2 separate regions of the Capra hircus genome follow, and region 2 is linked to region 1. A link is a contact called in public Hi-C data. All regions are on one chromosome and are shown on one strand. Each heading gives the region's core, a stretch centred on a gene start, on an enhancer-like site or on the middle of the called end of the contact. The rest is flanking DNA. Distances are from core to core; before and after follow the strand shown. Region 1 holds the start of BIN3 (bridging integrator 3). Region 2 overlaps PEBP4 (phosphatidylethanolamine-binding protein 4).

The links. A called contact is a pair of places that touch in the nucleus more often than the background predicts.
Region 2: a Hi-C map of blood shows a contact between it and region 1, with 5 times the contacts expected there. The contact joins the enhancer-like site here to the promoter of BIN3 in region 1. A contact is called at or near these places in 3 of 5 Hi-C or Micro-C datasets (all in blood).

The regions. Positions count from the first base shown.
Region 1 is chr8:69,617,857-69,624,323 of ARS1.2, reverse strand. It overlaps BIN3 (bridging integrator 3), which reads left to right and starts at 3,269. Exons shown (of 8, transcript XM_018052318.1): 1 at 3,269-3,383.
Region 2 is chr8:69,703,997-69,710,463 of ARS1.2, reverse strand. The region is part of intron 4 of PEBP4 (phosphatidylethanolamine-binding protein 4); the gene reads left to right. Among named protein-coding and RNA genes, the nearest start is that of EGR3, 60 kb to the right of the region's middle. Within about 2 kb of position 3,658, at least 1 of the 5 cell types and tissues checked has an H3K27ac peak or open chromatin away from gene starts, as enhancers often do.

The sequences.
Region 1 (6,467 bases), core at 2,020-4,519:
ACAAGCTCCCAGCCCTGGGTCTGGAGCCCCTACAGCTGAGTTTCCCCCAACAGTGGGAGGTGTTTGTCCTTCCTTGTGCTCAGTTCCCCATGGATTAATGCCACATGGTATGCCATGCTCATGGAGGGAAGCTCGTGAGTTCATGGGATAGCAGGATGCCTGCCTGAGACCAGCATCCACCCTCAGCCCAGCACGCCTCAAGCTGAGCCAATGAGCCACAGTAGGCAGATGGAGCTCTGCTCAGAGCAGACACTCTCCTTACAGACTCCTGGGAGGCCAGCACTTTTCCCAGTAAGGGTGCAGGCTACATGAAAGTTTTGGGGTCAAAGGTAAGCAGTACAGCCCCAGGGGGGCCTCAGGTTGAATCCTATCATTCCAGAAGGTGCGTGTTTGACTTCATTTCCAGACATTGATGATTCCTCAGACCTGCTCACTTCTCTGGGCTTGCCTCTTCCTCCCTGCTCAAGCCCCATCTCATATGCCTCTCCTATTATTCTGTTTCCTGGGGGCCTCTGGAGTCAATAGTTGACTTGGAACCTCAAAATACTAGTGACTTTGGTGATGAGATCCATCCACTCATCTCAAAGAAGGAATCAAGGCCCAGAAAAGAGCTGTGACTTGTCTGAGGTCATCTTGGGGTCAAAGAACCAGAGCCCAGGACTCCTCCAGATTCTTAATCCGGAACTCATCATTCTTGCCCTGCAGGATGTGGTTTCCATCCCACAGCCCTGAAACAGACTTCCCCTGGGATATGGTGGTTGCCTAGGCTAATACTTGGAAGTTCTTTAGCACTGTGGGGCAATAACCAGGGCAGACAGAGTTTGGGGAAATGAGGAAGCAGGTGGGGGAGCCATCCACAGGTGCTGAAATTCCAGGAGGCTCATAAGCACATCACCCTCCGTCCATCCTGGGTGAAGCAGCAAGGACTGTCCCTCCATTTGTCCACTCTGCCCTCACTGCCCTTTGGTGACTTCTCTTCCTCTTCTCTGCTCTTCAGTGCTGTCCTGCTGCTCACTTTGGCCTGTCTCCTGAGGAGCAACATGGTGATGGAACCAATCTGTGTGATGTGCTTGGGGGCCCACCCTTCACTGGAAAACCTCTGTTGAGTCACATACCCTCAAGAATGGAAACAGAAAATAAAAATGAGAGACTACTCCCTGTGGATGATCTTATGAGCTCCCCTGCTTCCCCTGGTCAAGCCCTCCTCCCTACCCTGGGAGGTCAGAATAAATCAAACATTCCTGGGGCGGGGGGCGGTGTGGATGGGAGAGAGGCTCCAGAGGGAGAAGATACATGTATACTTATAGCTGATTCACAATGATGTATGGCAGAAACCAACACAACTTAGGAGACATAAGAGACTCAGGTTTGACCCCTGAATTGTGAATATTTCTGGAGAAGGGAATGGCAACCCACTCCAGTTCTTACCTGGAGAATCCTGTGGACAGAGGAACCTGGCAGGCTACAGTCCATCGGGTCACAGAGAGTCGGACATGACTGAAGTGACTTACCACTTAGCACGATTCATGATATACAGCAGAAAACAACACAATGTTGTAAAGCAATTATCCTCCAATTAAAAAAAAATTAAGTCTTTAAAAAAATCATACATTTCCTTGCTCTAGTTCAGGGGTATCCAACCCCCATTAGGGGGGCCACTAATGGACCACTCAGCAGAAGGTGAGCAGCAGGGAGCAAGCAAAGATTCACGTGCGACTCCCCATCACTCACATTAACACTGGAACCATCTGCCCCACCCTACCCCCAGCCATCATCATGGAAAAATTGTCTTCCACAAAACCAGGCCCTGGTGCCAAAAAGATTGGGGACCGCTGTTCTAGTTTACAGGCTTAACTACTCTCCAAGCAGCCCCAGTAACGTTGAAGCCTATGTGAAGGAGGAGAATACCTAGAGGGAAGGCCCTTGGGGCCCCAGCAGTAACCTGTAGCCTCACTGCCTGCTGCTCTCTGTTCTAAGGCAGGGAGTTTCTGGGGGGTAAGGAGACCAGCTTGGCCCAGGACCCCAGGTAACTTAGCAGGAACTAAGGCCCTGAATCTGACTTTGGAAGACCCAAGGCAAATGAGTTGCTTGCCTGAAACTCAGTCCTCTTCTCAGCCAGGATAGGTTCCCACTGCCCGCACCTTCACCAAGCCTCCCTTCGGTCTCACCCAGCCAGCCTGATTTGCCGTCAGGATGTGGCTTACACATTGGCTTCTCCCAGAAGCCTTCACTAAAAACCCATGTGCAGTTTACGGGGGCCCCTTATAGGCTGCCACAATGCCTTGTTCTTTCCCATTATACACAATTATTTAGTTGCCTAACTACCTCTCCCTACAGGGGCGTCCCTGGTGGCTCAAATGGTCAAGAATCTGCCTGCAAAGTGGGAGACCCAGGTTTTATCCCTGGATCAGGAAGATTCCCCTGGAGAAGGGAATGGCTATCCACCCCAGTATTCTTGCTTGGAGAATTCCATGGACAGAGGAGCCTGGCAAACACTTATAACTGCCTAACTGCCAGGTAAGTAGCTCTAGGAGAGCGTAAACACGGGAACTATACTGTTTTTCCATGGTTGTATTCTTGAAGTTAGAGCAGTGCCTGGCACACAGTAGGAGCCCAGTGAATATTTGTTAGCTGAATGAGTAGAAAGAATGGGACCATTCACATCATTTGGGTTCTATAGTGGCGAGCACAGATGGAAGACTGGGAACAACACTTACTCTTCTTCTTCTTCTGTTGAATAAATCCACAGAACATTCCAACCTGAAAAGCACCTATTCTATTTCTATTCACAGTCCTGTGCCATCTTGGAGGAGCAGAAAGATCCATTTATTTCTTTGTTTGTAACAGGTAACTATGTATCCAGTAGAAAATTGAAAAGATAAAGAAGTCCATACAGTAAATATAAGTTTCCATCCATCACACTCCCTCCTTCATCCTCCTCCTCTCCCCCTCCCTACCCCAATCCCCAGACAATTAGTTACTGCTACCGTCCCTGGATGAGAAATCTCTTTACAGACTGAAAAACTAAGGCAATCGGCGGTTAAGCAACACGTGTAGTCTGTGGAAGATAATTTTACCAAGCCAGTGTTTAAGGAACAAAACGCACCCAGGGGTCCTCAAGCCCCCGCCACAGCCTGAGTCCTCTGGAGCCCCTAAGCCAACGCTTGAGGGTCGCGGGCCAGGGCAACACCTCGGAAGCAGGCGGCAGCGGAAGGGTTAACGCGCCGCGCGCCCCCACCCCCGCCCCCCGAACGCCTCTTCCGGGCAGAGGGGGCGGGGCTAACGTCACTTCCTGGAGACTGGTTGAATCCGGAAGCGATCTCCCAGGGCTGAGTTGCAGCTGAGGACCCCGGTGGCAGGGCAGGGTTCGGGATCATGAGTTGGTGAGTGAGGCCAGACGGCGGGAACAGCTGGAGCCCCCAGCCCGCAATGCTCTTTGCCCTGCGTCCGTCCGAGTTGTGTCCCTTGGTCCCTGCTGCTCGCGGACCCTTCACCCCGGAGCAGGGCCCGACTGGCCCGGGATCTAGGGTCGTTCAAAGGGCTTTGCTCAGGTGCTTGCCGGGAGGCTTCATCTCTCTGCAGGCCTCACCGGGAGGTGAGGCGTGGGATCCCTTTAGCGTCGGATCTTGGCGTTTGTTTTCTGACTTTGTTCCAAGGAGCCGGTCCCGTCCGTCTTCTCTCGACAACGTGAAGGGAGGGACTCTCCTGTTACCTTCTTTTCTAGATATCCGTTGAGAAATATCTCCTTTTCTCCCTTCGTGAGCGTCTCTCCACCGCTGCCAGGTGGTCCTCACTCTGACAATCTGAGCCCAGTTCACGAATCTAAACCCCTTGCTTTCAGAAGAGTAACCTTTGCCCCACTTAGTCTTCAAGAGACAAACTGTGCTTCTTTTTTTGGAAGATGCCAGAATTACACAGCACCCTGTCAGTACAGTATCAGACTAGTTTTCATCGTTTCCAGGGCCATTATCCCCTCATTGCTTTCCCTGTTAGCATAAGTAAGTGTAAATGTTATGGGAAGGATCAAGCCAAGAGAAGAGAAGGGAGGGAGTCTCAGAGTAGAGTCACAACTGAAGAGCTGGCCGGTGCGTTGCTATGAAACTGTCTGATGATAAACACTTGATATCGTTCAATGGTTGATTTCTTTTGTAAAACTCAATTTGCTTGAAGGACCTTACCCTTGGGCCCAAGAGCCTACGTATTCACAACTCCAAACCCCAGGGCATCCAACCAACACAATAGGTGTTGAATAGGTCTGAATGCGCTGCTCCTCCCCTCCCCCACCGCCCCCCCCCCCCAGAGGTACGGGATGAATCAATCCTTTTGGAATCCAGGTTCTGTTAGTATAGGTATCATCTTCGCCACTGTCTTCTCAGAGTCTAGTCTGTTTCTTTACCAAAAGTACACGAGGATAGTGAGTTATGAATGAACAAAGATGGTAGAATATTCTTCAGGAAGGCTCTTGCAGGCTCGCATTTGGCCATCTGTGGAAACTAAGTTCTGGCCACAAGCAGCTGATGTCATTCAGTGTAAAGGACAGCTCTGTAGTGTAAAAGTAAGCCATTTCTACCTACCCCCCTTGCTTGTTAGACGAAGATTGACAAATATAAGACAATCAGCGCCAGCACGTGGAGGGCAGCCCGGAGCAATCCCCTAACAAGCCCCAGCAGGAGCTGCTCCTTTTCCCTTCACCTTTGCTCCAGGAGGCCGATAGGGGGCTGGAGCCTTAAAAAGCTGATTTTTCCATCTTGTTATAACCTAATCAGTGACGGGCAAAGTGGCAATCCTTCAGTTCCACTTCCTAGAGGAATTGCTTCCTTAAAGGGTCAACCAGGGTCCCCTTTGTGAGATGGATGTCTTCTTACCTGCTGCATCTTGAATCTTTGGAGTTCTCTTGCCTAATTTCCTCAAAGTGAAAAGCAGACAGTACAAGTGCTTTACATTGCTTAGACTGGCATTTACAATTCTTAAGAGTGAATCGATCTTTTTTTCACAAATCAGGGGAGGAGCAGAGCAGAGACCACTGAAGCCAAAGGATTCTCTAGGTGACCTGAGATGCACTGTTTCCACCTGTCTCACAGAAACCTTTTTTTTCCTGAAAAAACTAGTAGCTTATTTCCTAAAGCCTTTCAGGCTGGAGAGAATTGAAATTGTCCAGCCAAAGCTGAGATTTTATCCAGTAGAATTAATTTACCAGTACACACCCGTCTTGGCTCCTCCTTGGACTGAGGGTCACAACCAAAAGGGTAGCTTTGTCCCTCAAAGCTGAGGTTCCGTTCTCTTCCTCCTTAGAGGGCTTCTACGTCATCTCTTGCGTGGACCCTGACCCTCTCTCCCTGAGAGGGGAACAACACCGGCGCCTGGGCACACAATCACACTCAGTTCCTGGCTCAATGGCTGGCAAGAGGACCGGGGCTGGATCCTTCTGATTCACTCCTGGAGTGGTTTTCCTGCTCCCAGAATGAATCCATCCATTCATCTGCGACTGGAATTCTCAGTGGGGGAAGAGACCAGAGTGACGTAGAGCCGTCATGGGAGGCTGATGCCCAAGGTCAAGTTCACCAAGCACATAGGATATGCCAGCCATCATTGAATAAGGCCTAGGGGCACGCAGCCCTTAGTCCCCAGAGGGCAACCATTGTTCTGGGCTAGACTGGGCTTTCAAAATGTCACAGTGAGAAATGTCCAATATTGGTGCCCTTTGCACACTGTGGACTTTGCATGAAGAGTGAGAACCCTTTGTTCTCTGCTTCCTCAGTGCATGCGGCCCGCCCACTGCCTGTTTGTTTAGTGGGCCCTTGCTGCCTTCCTGCACCATCCACCGATCTGCCTTTCAGCAAGGTGGCCAAGTGGTGGGCCCTGCTCTGAGGAAGGCATTTGATGTTCACATATCACAGATCTACCTCTTGGCCCTAAGCCAAGTGCTGCTCTTTCCCCTCCTCTTCTCCATCACTCCCTCTCTTCCTGGGTGTGTGTGTGTCTTAATTATGATGTGGAGGAAGAATTAAGTAGTTTTAAGGATAGTGGCTTTAATCTTACTCATCTGTCTTCCTTGGAACCACACACCTTGACAATGATGTTAGGCTTCAACGACAAGGAAAAAGGAGCATTGCTGAAGGAAATCGGCCTGTACCTAGAGGCTCAGGAGTTTGACTCAGAAGACAGGAAATTAAAATCAGCACAAATAAACTTGGTAGCAGTTGGTGTGCTGAGTTCAGGCTCTGGTTCCCTCATTCACAGTATGGCCTGGTCAGGCCCTTGATCTTTCTCCGTCTTGTTTTCTCCATTGTATACTTGCAACTGACACTTTGTCACCCAGATCTGCTGTGAAAAGAATGGAAACTCTGCAGATCTGATTTTTTGTGTTTGTGATTCTTCTGGGCTTTTCTACCTCTCTCTGCCCCCTTAAACATTGGTATTCCTCAGGGAACATCTTTTTTTACACCCTGTTCTCACCCTGTACCCTC
Region 2 (6,467 bases), core at 2,409-4,908, 86 kb before region 1:
AGACATAAGAGACGTGAGTTCAATCTCTGGGTTGGGAAGATTCCCTGGTGGAGGGCATGGCAACCCACTCCAGTATTCTTGCCTGGAAAATTACATGGACAGAGAAGCCTGGCAGGCTGCAGTCCATAGAGTCTCAAAAGAGTCAGACAAGACCGAAGTGACTTAGCATGCATGCACCCACAGGGGCAGATGAAAATGAACTGTCTTCCTGGGCCTCTTTTTGTAGGGCAGGAAGGGACACAGAGGTGGGGGATTAGATGCCTACAGAAGAGGTCTCAGGTGGGCAGGAGCAATGATGAAGTCGTGGTTGAAGTTGGCCCTGTGAGGGAGCTAAGAGATCCTTCCAGCAGAGGGTGTGAGAACCAGCCCCAAACTGACTGAGGCCTCCTGCAGCTCACACCAAAGCTGTCGAGCCAATCGGCCGTCTGGATTAGTCACCAGTTTTGACAAGGAGTTAAATCGGTTACATAACAGCCTCCCTTGCTCTCCACTGGCTCTCCAGAGCTGGGCTCTCTCTCAGGGTGGAGGGGCTGGGGCAGGAAGGGGGTGACATTCGGGGAGCAGTGGAGCTGAGGTTCCTGCAGGGGCCCTCCCCCTGCCTGCTTCGGCCCTCCAGGGCCAGAAGGAGGCGCCAGCTGTTCACCGCCTGTCTGAATCTTGGCCACCCTGCCTCCCCCACAGCCCACGCTAGCCTTGCAACCTACTGCTCTCCGCACTGAGCTCCAGCAGGAAGGATGCCCCCGCTGAGGAGGTCAACTGTCTCTCAGCTCACGGCAGCTCAGAAGCACTTGGAGCGCCCCTGGGCCCACTTCCCTTGCTTAATTTGTTAGAAGATATCTTTATAGTAATTATTTCCATCAACATTTAGTAACACCTTTGGTCGTGCCCTGTTCAAGGCATTGTAGGAGCGACAAATGTGAATAAGACACAGACACGCGGTAGCAGAAGTAGCTTGGAATTATAGCACCTTTCCTCCAGAGAGAGAGCACTTTCAGGTAAAGGAACTCAAAGCTGTGGGCCCCATTTCCTGCTGAGGGTCAAATTAATTTTTTTAATTTATTTTTGATTGACTAATTTGGCTGCGCCGGGTCTTCCTTATGGCACTTGGGGCTTCTCTAGTCTCAGAGCACAGGCTCTAGAGCGCAAAGGGCTCAGTAGTTGTGGTGCATGAGAGCTTAGTGGCCCTGTGGCATGTGGGATCTTAGTTCCCTGACCAGGAATCGAGACCGCGTCCCGTGCGTTAGAAAGTGGATTCTTAACCACTGGAACGCCAGGGAAGTCCCTGAGGATCTGGTTTAATCCCTGCATACAGGCAGGAGAAACCAACCTTTCCTGAGAAATGCCTGGGACACTGCAGGCTTCTAGCGGCCGGAGTTTCTGGTTGATTAACTCACCCACTGCTTGCTCATGGCTGAATGAAGAATGTTCAACAGTATTAATAATGGACAATGAGGATGAGGACAATGATGACAAAAATAATGTTAGAGAAGAGTACATGTGTCCCATTTTGGCCCCAAGCCCGTGGGACTTTAATCCTTCCTTCTTCCCCATTGGCACGTCTCTTACACGCGCAGGATAATAGAAAACAGGAGCAGAAGTTTGGGAAACGTTTCAGAATCATTCACACAGGCCTCTGACTCCAAGCAGGACTTGACTAACTCATCCAGGAAGAGTCATCATTGCAGCTAGTGGGTGAATGCAGGAGTCTGTGAGTGGGGCAGGGCCTCTTGGACCCTTCTTCCCCTTCCCAAGTGTGAAAGTGAAAGTGTGAGTTGCTAGTGCTGTGCTGTGCTGTGCTTAGTCCCTCAGTTGTGTCCAACTCTTTGCGACCCCATGGACTGTAGTCCACCAGGCTCCTCTGTCCATGGGATTCTCCAGGCAAGAATACTGGAGTGGGTAACCATTCCCTTCTCCAGGGCATCTTTCTGACCCAGGAATCAAACCCAGATCTCCCACATTGCAGGCAAATTCTTTACTGTCTGAGCCACCAGAGACACATAAGTGAAGGGAAAGTCCCCAACTCAGACTCTACAGGACTGTGATAACACCAAGGACCACGTTCCCTGCTCATCGCCCTACCAGATTTGTGACAATTAAGAACTGGCAGAGATCTCAGAGATAGCCTAGTCTAGCCTTCTCATTGTACAGATGAGAACACAGAGGCCCAGAGAAGAGAGATGACTTACCTGGGGCCACACAGCAGAGCTGGGACTCAAACTCCTATCTCCTTTTTAAAAAATATTTAGTTTTGTTTATTTATTTTTTTGGCTTTGCCAGTCTTAGTTGCGGCCTGCAAGATCTCCAGTCTTCATTTCAGCATGCAAGATCTAGTTCCCTGAGCTGGGGTGGAACCCAGGGCCCTGCATTGAGAGCAAGGAGTCTTAGCCACTGGACCTCCAGGGGAGTCCCCCATCTCCTTTCACTATGCTGTGAAAACCAGACAGAGAAAGGCAATGGAGGAAGCTATTCAGGGAAGCTATTATATTAGGTGCCCCTTCTTGCAGAAATCCACATAATCCATAATTCCTGCCTCTCTGGCTCCATAGCAGGCAAGAAACAGCTTTGCACAGAGGAGCAGCTGTGCTCATGCAAGTGGCCATGATGCCACGTCAGTGTGTTTCCAGAACAACGAGCCTTTCCCCTGTGCTCAGCTACCTAGAAAAGAGTCTAAAGGGGTAAACGACCCTCCAGCCCCCAGGCAAATTCCTGATGAGAACCTGATCCAGCTTTTAGCTCCCAAAGATCTCTCTGAGTGTCTACTTGGAATAAGCTGTCCCAGCAATGTTTACAGACAATTAGAGACAATTAAAGGATTAAGTGGGAAACCTTGGGTTGATGTAGGCCACACATTCACGCACTCATTCAACAAGCTTCTAAGAGTGTCTACTCTGAGAGGATTCAGCAAGGAAGAAGAGTGGGTCTTTGAGCTTAGTATACCCTCAGTCTAGTAGATGAGACAGAAAAAAGGAGGGGCTTTAATCGCTACAATGCAAGACATTTAGGGGCTTCCTTGGTAGCTCAGTGGTGAAGAATCCACCTGCCAATGCAGGAGACTCGGGTTCGATCCCTGGGTGGGGAAGATACCCTGGAGAAATAAATGGCAACCCACTCCAGTATTCTTGCCTGGGAAATCCCATGGGCAAAGGAGCCTGGTGGGCTACAGTCCATGGGGTCACAAAGAGTCAGACATGGCTTAGCGACTAAACAACAACAAAGACATTTGGGAAGCACACAGAAGGTGAGGAGTCAGGCAGCTTTGCAGAGGAGCCGTCAGACCCTGGGAACTCAGGAGCCATCTCAAAGCCCATCCTGGCCAATGCGTCTGATCCATCTGCTGTCAGGTTTCTCTTTGCCCTTCGTCCCTCCCTGACCCCAGAGCTCAGACATTCTGTTTTTCATGAGAATGTAGACCCTCACTAACCCCTAGCTCCAGCCTCTGGCTTCAGATTTTCCTTTTCCATCATTTTCCCCATTTGGGACCCCAACCAAGCCCACACCCTACTGATGGACGGGTAGACTCGGTGTGGAGATTGCGGGGAGGGGCCCCACCAGACTTACCCCGACAGATGTGCTCTGTCCCCCGCACAGCTGTCCGGCCAGCCCATCTGCACTCACTTCCTGCCTCCCAGCTCCAGCCCCTCACACCTCCCACGCAGGGGTGGGGAAGTCTGGTCCAAACGCCAGTATCGAGCCCCACCACCCTCCCACCCACCAGCACACCAAAGCCAGTAGGCCAGGAGCCTGGCTCCCACCCTCTGCCCTCCTCCACAAGGAGTAGTGGCCTGGGAAGGACTTTGGCAAGGTGGCCTCTCTGAGGGGCTCTGCCTCAGGGTTCAACCTAAGGCACTAGGCAGCTGCGGGAGCCCCCCAGCTTCTCCAGTGCTCCCAAAACCGACTGTCCTCATGAAACTCACTACAGTGTCACTGATCTGATTTCATTATTTGGTCAAAACTAAGGAGTCTGCTTCTCTCTGGCTAGGTGTCTCCAAGAGAAGGAGAAACTATTTTCAAAACAAGTTTGATGTGAAAAGATGTCCCAGCTAAAAGTCTGCCCTGATGCCCTTTACAGTGCTGATTCATTGTTGAAGTCCATGCAGTGACCCTAGTTTTGATGCTGGGAGGTGGGAGGAAATGGGAAATCTCTCGAGGAAGTGACTTCTCTGGAAATCTGTGTGTTCCTGGGATGCTATCAGTTGCCTCCTGATCGCTGAACAGGGCACATACGTTCTCTGGGATGACAGGGATGGTTCAGGCAGCTCTGCAGCTCCCATGAGCTGAAAATTATTTAAGGACAGGAACTGCAGCCCTGTAGCCCCAGCCCTAACTCCATCCATGGTAGGCACTCACTAACAGTGTGCTGAACCAGGCTACCAGGCTATTCTCTGGCCACCTGCCTCTTGCATCACACAGGCAAGTGGGGAATCTGATTAACCCTCATGGTTTGCTCTTAGGAAACTCAAATTGGGCAATACCATATGTCTCCATGACAGAGAATGGGGACAGGAGAGTACTGGAGTAATGAGAAATTTGACTGTAAAATTAACAGATATCTTCTGCTCAACCCAGACTCTTTTCTTTAATACTATGTCCCAGTGCATTGGGAGTGAGGGAGAAAGATGATAAATTGTTCCCTTTTCCTAGAAACAAAAGATGTCTTACAAGTGTGTGCAAACCCCAGGATCCTGTATCTCTTGAATGGGATTACCTGGGTAGGAACGGGTTTCTCCAGGCAGAAATGAGCCCCTAGAACAAGGGCTGGTGCCAAGAACAAAAGCTAAGGGTTAACCCAACCTTTCTAGGTGCAAGAAGGGGTTTTCTTCTTGACCGCCATTTTTGAATGAGGGGAAATTCCAATTTTCTCCACTGTTCCCACCACAATCACAGACACACCCAGCCTTTGTATATGACTTTAAGTGAGGGGCATTGCTAGCCTTCCTGCCCAGCTGGAAACCCATTAATGTGGACATCCATTCAAGTTTTTCAAACTGCTCACTCTCACAGCCTCAGATGTGACCAGACAACTGTGGAGTTCTGTTATTTTATTTTCAAAGTGTTTTGCTAAGTATCTAAGAAAGAACCTCTCTTTCGCAAAGACATCCATGTCACCGTTTTTCCACTTTACAAATCTGGCCGCCGTAACCATGGCAGAGTCCCTGAAAATTCAGGTCCCAGCCTGAAAACTCGGATCATCTGATAAGTTTGAGCCTCTTGTAACAGAAAGAGAAGGTGGATGAGAGATGGCTGATGACAAGAGGGATGAATGACAGCTGGGCAGGAAGGCAGGCTGATAAGCCCACAGCAGGCAAGGAGCCCCGTCCCCACCCAGGGCCTTTGAGGCAGGCTGCTTGGCAAAAGGAGACACTCCTTTGTTTTAGGAATGGTTAATTTATGCCCCTGTGGTTTCAAACAAGAGCAACCCAAAGTTTTCTTTAAATACACACACACACATACACGCTCCCCTTCCCTCTCCTCCTACTCTCCTCCTCTTCCAAGGCGAGGCTCCTCTCCCCTAGCCCAATGATATGGGGCCTCTTTCCTTAAGAGAAAGGGACAAACCATATTCACCAGTTCACCCAGATTATTCCACTAGTTCATGGCAGTAGAGAAGCCCTAAGACCACACAGAGGTTCCTGAGTATCAGACCCAAGTTCTCCAAGGCAACAGGATGAGGGAAGGAAGGGAAAGAGCTTCATTCTGACCACCTGCAAGGGTGGAAAACAGTCTTGCGGGCCCTCAGAGACCCCCAGATTTTACAACATAACAGCCTCTGTAGGCCTCTGAATCGAGGACCCTAACGTTTGCTCTCCTAATCTAGGGACCTCCGTTTAAGGTAGCCACCCTCACCCACCCTAACCCCATCTAGAAGCAGGAGGCTCAGCCTTGGAGCCCCTGCAGCATGGATTCCCTGGACCAGATTTCACAACCCAGCGCTGAATTTTACTACAAGTTTCAGACAAAGAAGGTGTGTCAGAGCCGAGAGCATGCTTCTGCCCGCTGCGTGGGCGTCAAGTTCAATACCTTCTTGTCAACACTTGAATGTGTTGAACATCACTCACAAGGGCATTCTTTAAGAAACCTATTAACTTAATTACCGAGGCGGGTTTTTTTTTTCCCCCTCTCTTCCCCTATCCATGCATCTCATATAAAACTTTGGCTTTCTTCCTCTCTGAGATACTTTTGATGTTACTCCTCTCCCCTTGGCACAATACCATCTTGTTTATTTCTCTAACAGTTAGTCAGGGTGGCTGCACTGGTTAGTCTGATTCCTTGGCTCAGGTCTTAGCGCTGTAGGGAGCTGCGAGAGAGCAAAGTGTGACTCCAGTGATGGAGGAGAAGGTTGTCTGGCATCGTCCTCTCACTGCCTGATTGCAGTGGGAATCCAGAGGAAGAGGGCAGTGAAGGTATAAACCAGTTTCTACAGCATGTGCCTGCAAATGCAGGAGATGCAGGTTTGATCCCTGAGTAGG